2 separate regions of the Triticum aestivum genome follow, and region 1 is linked to region 2. A link is a contact called in public Hi-C data. All regions are on one chromosome and are shown on one strand. Each heading gives the region's core, a stretch centred on a gene start, on an enhancer-like site or on the middle of the called end of the contact. The rest is flanking DNA. Distances are from core to core; before and after follow the strand shown. Region 1 holds the start of LOC123103766 (probable ethanolamine kinase). Region 2 holds the start of LOC123103765 (20 kDa chaperonin, chloroplastic).

Region 1 (3,012 bases), core at 228-2,727, 160 kb after region 2:
TGTTATATGGCATATGTACTATTTCTATGATAGGAAATGACCATTGCATTCCTGAAATTTTAAACTGAACCACAACTAAGAAAGCACCAACAAATAAACCAATACTATAATGGGCAATCACAGGAACACTACACAATGCAGGTAAATATTACATGCCAGTAGCACAAACAATTTGCATACACTACGATTGAAGCGCTCACCTGTAATTCCCTCTCCCGATCGATCACCAAGTCTGTATTTGGGCCATACAGCCGAACAGTCACAGACGACTCGCTATCAGAGCCTTCCTTGACAGATACCTTGAGCACTGCAGGTCATTAACATCACGAACAATATAAGATAACCATTTAGGTATTATTGCTGTATCTATGATTTACAAGTAAATCAGTACAGTTACATAGAGAAAATTATTTCCTAACGCTTCTAAAATAATGGGTCCATAACTCCGGATGCAATGACAGTACGAGTGATTTATAAGCAGAAATGAGTGGAAAGCACTGATGCTAAAGAGTATATGGTCTCATAAAGGTTGCCAGATGCAATCAAATTCTAGTGCCATATCTGAAATAATGAGCAAAGAGTAGCAGCAAGCAACATTAAAGCGCAGTCATTAAGTTATGGCATGGTCTGTGTGAACAATTCAAGCAACTGCCTTGTCTAAGAATTACTATAATTACATAGCCTCTGTTCTTTCCTCTTCCAAGCATGCTCAGGTAGTTAGGTGAGGGAGATGAATCAGGAGCCAGGACAGTGCCACAGCCACTGGCAAGGAGCACAACTCACACATGTTGGTGATGCCACCGGACACCGTCGAGATGGAGAAGCACGAGCTGTCCAGTGACGACCACTCCTTCACCAACTCCTTGCAGAGATCTCTGGAGAAGCAAGCCACCTTATTAGAAAACCAGATTGGGAAGCGGGGAATTAATCAGGGGCAATGGCGCATGTCGCTCTCCGCGAGGCATTTCTCCAAACACCATCGGCTCATACGAGCGCGCACCCGGACAGGCCACGGCCCGTCTCGCGGAGACAGGTGGTGGCTGCTCGAACACCGCACGCACACCAACACACCCGGCCGGCGCGTGCGTGCATCAGAGCCACATGCCCAACACGCACCAGCTTGTGCAGAAGCAAATGGGAAGAGGGATCAGGGGACTTGCATGATGCGGGGAGTCATCTCGGGGAGCGGCAGCGAGATGTCGACCGCGGCGGTCGACGTGGGCACCTCCGCCAGCGCCGGCGCCGGAGCCGCCACCGTCCTCATCTTCTCCTCACCGCCACATCTGGCTCCGCCGTCGACCCCGTTCCAGCTCCGGCCGTCCGATCCCATCTCCCTCGCGCGCGCGCCCCTCGCTTCCACACCTCTCTTTTCGCTCGCGCGAGGAAGCTCGTTGTCGCGGAGCTATTCTGGTGGGAGCCTCACGGCGATTCGGTTCGATGCGATGCGATCGGGGACGAGGGAAGTTGGGTGGAGGAACGCGGGGCCCCGAACAGAGGACAGCATTTATAGAGCCCAGTCGCCACCGGCCGCGTGGCGTGGGAGGCAGGAGGGGCCGCCCACGTCAGCTGATGCCGTGGCCCCACCGGCCTACCAACCGGGTAGGGTGCGCGTGGCAGCAATCGCGTGGGCCCTGGATGGGAGAGCGACGGGCTCTTGTGTGGCGTGATGGACGGTGATGATTCGGTGGCGGACGGGCCCACGAAACAGCCACGTGATGTGGGCCCGTACTCCCTTGTCAGTTGCTCACTGTCGCTGGGTCTGTCTCGATTTGGGGCGATGCCGGCTCTATTTCTTTCTGAGATATTTTGGATGGATGCTGATTTGCTTAAGTGTGGGGCGCTAATCATTGTCCGATTCTGGTAATACGTGGCTCCTCCAATTTGCAAGAGGCAATCACGTCAGCTTGTTGTACTCCGTTTTTGTTTGTTCGCATGGGCGAAAGGACTGAAATGTATCCAGTAATTCGGAAGGGAGGTGATACTAGTATTTTGCCGAAGTCAATGTATATGATTTTTTGTTAATTTTTTCCAAGTCGACACCTGCCTGGTGCTTTTTCTTTTGTTTGAGACGGAACCTTGGTGACTACTCTTTGTGCGTTTCAGAGCCTACCAGCATCCGGGCAGGCAGCGTATACACGCGTAGAGGAAGCGGGATGTTTAAATTGTCTTTGAAACACTTTGCCTTGCTTGTGGTGTTGAACTTGACGAAGCTACGCAAGTGACCCGAACTTGATCCTAGTTATAATTACCGCACGATTTCTCGAGCAGCCATATGCACGTGAGATGGAATAAAGTATTTCGCTACAGCAAACCGAACCCAACTTCAATGCCTTCGGAAACAGTCTGTCTGTCTTGCTTGTGGTGTTGTATTTGCGGAAGCATCGGAATTAACGGTGTGCTGTGACGTCCAGCAACTTCGTCGCACGTCCAAATCGAACGGATGCCACAAGAGTTTTGTGCTTGGCGATCTCCTCTTCGCTTCATCTTTATTGCCTGGTCGGCACGCTACTTCCCTTGTAAAATGCACGTACCACTCGCAAGGTCTAAAATGGTCCTCATACTCAGAAGTGATATAATACAGTCTTGATACTTGTAAAAACCTTGTTGTATACGGTCATAAAGGTTGGAACGATGGTCCAGAGTCGAGGCGGTGCATACGTATCTCGTATTCTACTAGTGTCGTGTCACTGTCACTCATTTACTTGCCGGAAACTGGTCCAAATGGTGGTAACTTTGCAATTGGGCCCCTCAAAAACTCTATTATCGTGTCAATCCTCTTCTTTCTTCCGAAACTGCAACCCCATGGTTATTTCATTCTTCCCGCAAAAGAAAACCCCCCGAGGGTTGTCTTGGCGCGGCGGCGGCTGATCGGCGACCATGCAGTGTGCCAATCATAGCGCGGTGGAGGAAGGGAGGACGACGCCGCAACCACAAATGGTGGTTTGCAGCTTGAAGCGGCGATGATGGCGCACGATGTGACGTCGATGTACGGTACATGCCATAACCGTAAGT
Region 2 (3,286 bases), core at 598-3,097:
GAATCTGAAAAAATGTCCATTCACAAAAATAAAAATAAAAATTTGTTACCCAATTTTTTTAAAAAAGTTCGTCGATTCAAAACATGTTTGTTGAGTCAAACAAATGTTAATGAATTTGAAACCGGTTCATAAGTTTTAAAAAAATTGTAAACAAAACTAATGTTCATTATTTGTTTTTTGAGAAAATCAAAAATTTCAAAACAAAATTGTCGATTCGAAAAATTGTTCACTGATTCAAAAGTATTTTATGTCTAAGATTTGATTAGTTTTCCGAAAATCTTTATATATCTTGGCGTTGGGAGTAGTTCGTGGTCAATGAGATTTGTTTTTAAAGTTTTAAATGTTCCCTTGCGCAACATAATGATAAGTGTGGCATGCATTGGCAAATTCATAGCCTTGGGATTTACCGCGGAATGCATTGTGATCACGTGGACATCGCGACCATCATCGGTTAGGGTGAGAAAAATAAATAAATGGCAACATGGTGAGCCACTATGTTAAAATAGAGTATGCTCATACATCAGGATATTGAGTCATACTTATTTGGTGAGCCATAATTTTTTGTCTCCCGTTGCAACGCACGGGCATATTTGCTAGTATTATTAAACCATGGAAGCATGTTTCATGACTATAATCATGTAAAGCTCAAATGTTTCATATTTCCGAGGGAGTAGTAGTCACACTGTAATTTCCCTAAAGAAAATAGTAAAGAAACCATTTTAACACTATTGACACTTTCCAACAATGAGATTGTAGTACTGTAGTTTTCACCTTATTTCTTCTGACGAGTTTTCACCTTATTAACCTCGCTTAATAGTTGTTCAAAATGAAGAAACTGTTCTAAGAGCTGGAGTGAGCATTCTTTTGGGCAAAACTAAATGTAATGTTGTCTACGCATTAGAGAAAACATAGATTTTTTTTGTTAGTTAGTGTTTCTGAAGTTATTTTCTCAAAACCCCAAAGCCCTGATGACCCGATTACTGTTTCTGGGTTGATTCTGAAGTTCTATCTGCTGTTTCTTCACCTCTACAGATACGAAGTACCGTACAGTGAGCACAGTAGCTTCACAGAACTCCGAGAATTTGTCCGGTTCATATCACCAGAGCATATAGTTCCCAGTGTAAACAATGATGGCCCTGAGAGTGCAGATGCTATGCTGGCCCAACTGTTAAATGACTAGTGAAATCTACCACTCCACGGTGACAGCGTGAACTACTAACTACCGTTAGTAGATCACCTCAATGAATGCCCAAAGATACAGAGTGAAGGTGAATCACTTTGTTTGCTGTGCTGATGCCCGTAGTTTCTGCTGCTGAGATCCTGACGCAGGAACGTGCCAAATGCTCGATGGCAAATTCTCTGGCAAAGCAATTGCCCCACCGAAAGAAGTGCTACAACACATACTTGTGAACGGGTGAAAATAAAAAATGCATGGCTGAGTAGATCACAATCTTTTTTTTACAGTTGTGGATGATTATGGGTAAAAAATGTAAAATCACAGGACCGGGCTATGTGAGTGAATATTCACAAGTACTCCCAATATTGTGCATCAGTTTCTTCTGTAAACTAGGTTCATTTGTGTACAATCTTTGGGCATCACCAGACGAAAGGGCTATGTAGTGATTATATCTCATTTAATTCGGGAATCCCTTTGTTTGTTTGATAGTTGACTTATGTGCGATCATTCAGTTTGCAATCAAGTCTCGCTTAAGTATACAATTTTCCCGAGTTTGTTTTAGGTAATCCAATTTTTTAAAGATGGTCCAGGGTTTGGTTAAGCGTCTGCATTCCATCCGTAACATTTTTCTCCCTTTCATAGTGGGCTAGGCAGCGAGAAGCCACCCATTCGCAGACAAAGCTGGGCCGGCCCGAAGCGATTCCCAGCCCGAATCCTGCCCGGCGGCCATCTTCTAGAACCATCCGGCATCCTCCTCCTTTCCGTCCTAAACCCGAGAGTAACAAAATCCTTATCCCAAGCTTAGCATCCCCGGTCTCCTCGGTTTCTCCTCCTCCCCGAACCCTCGCTCCATCACTCTCTCCCTCTCCCACTCCGGCGCGCGCTCAGCTGAATCTCGCCGCAGGTACGCGCCTCTCCGTGCCCCGGAAGCTCAGCTTGTTCGGTCTCCTGTAGTTCACGGCGTGATTTTGTGTGCTATTGGTCTCGGCAGGAGCAATGGCGTCGGTGCATCTGTGCGGCCCGAAGGTGGCGTCGGCGGCGATGGCGAAGCCGGCGCTGGCGGACGGGCTCCGCATCCCCACTTCGTCGTCGGCGCGTCCCGTGCCGACGGGGCGCAGGCTCCGGGGCCTCGTCGTCAGGGCCGCCACGGTCGTGTCGCCCAAGGTAACAATCAAATGACTGGGCCACAAATTGTCAGATACTACCGTCTATTCACACAATTTGTGCTAGCTCTATGACTGCACCTTGCACGTAGCCATTATTTCATAGAAGGAAACTGGATAGGGTGTAGGAGAGGAAACTGCAATCCAAACACTTGCTCATATCCAGTTTAGAATGGTTAATGGTGCTTTAGGGTACTGCAAGGTGGAGCCTTAGGTCTGAGAGAGCAAAGATTAGTTACTCGTTAAGAATTGCTTGTCAGAAGATCTTCTGTAATCCTATTACAAAACACAGATCCACAGCCTAAATTGTTTTTCAACACAAACTGGAGTGCATAATTGAATAGGTTTTCCCTTCATATGTTGTTTCTGTTGTACATATGTAAATTTCTGCCCTTCTTGTCTTTATGTATATATTTTTCGAACCCAGCTACTCCGCTGTCTTGATGAATATAAAGACCATTACCATAAATAGCATGAAAAATATGAGATAATTCTGGTTTCCGACCATTTCTGATGCAAATCCTTCAATGTAGTTACTGCAGATCCATGAAAGTTCCAAATGGGACTTTCAGGACTCAAAACATAAAATTGATGTAATCCCCAAACCTGCTAGTAGGCGTTCAAAATCAGCACCACACTTTTGTGAGTCAATACGTGTGAAACCCAGGTGGCAAGGAACAAATCTTTGCCTAACTTGTGGTGTGGCATGGCTGCGCACCAACCAAGTATGTTCATGTGCAAAGCTACAGCTTTCTGCAGTTTACTAAACACACCATATCACCCACATTATATTGTAGTTGTTCAGGCGAAGCAGGTCGTTGCTCACTACAAGTTAGTTGTGATACTGTTTAAACTTCTGAGAACTTAATGTGCAATCCCTGGCCTTTTCGTTGTTACCTAAGCTCTACTGTTTATAAGCTGGTGAATTTTTGCAGTATACTTCTGT

Evidence for each region. A called contact is a pair of places that touch in the nucleus more often than the background predicts.
Region 1: a Hi-C map of leaf shows a contact between it and region 2, with 5 times the contacts expected there. The contact joins the promoter of LOC123103766 here to the promoter of LOC123103765 in region 2. A contact is called at or near these places in 2 of 5 Hi-C or Micro-C datasets (both in leaf).

What each region holds. Positions count from the first base shown.
Region 1 is chr5A:427,687,516-427,690,527 of IWGSC CS RefSeq v2.1, forward strand. It overlaps LOC123103766 (probable ethanolamine kinase), which reads right to left and starts at 1,478. Exons shown (of 11, transcript XM_044525445.1): 1 at 1,161-1,478; 2 at 784-875; 3 at 201-307. The coding sequence starts at 1,330.
Region 2 is chr5A:427,528,686-427,531,971 of IWGSC CS RefSeq v2.1, forward strand. LOC123103765 (20 kDa chaperonin, chloroplastic) reads left to right here and starts at 1,848. Exons shown (of 6, transcript XM_044525444.1): 1 at 1,848-2,081; 2 at 2,169-2,341; 3 at 3,276-3,286. The coding sequence starts at 2,174. It overlaps LOC123103764, which reads left to right. Exons shown (of 10, transcript XM_044525443.1): 10 at 1,033-1,640. The coding sequence ends at 1,180.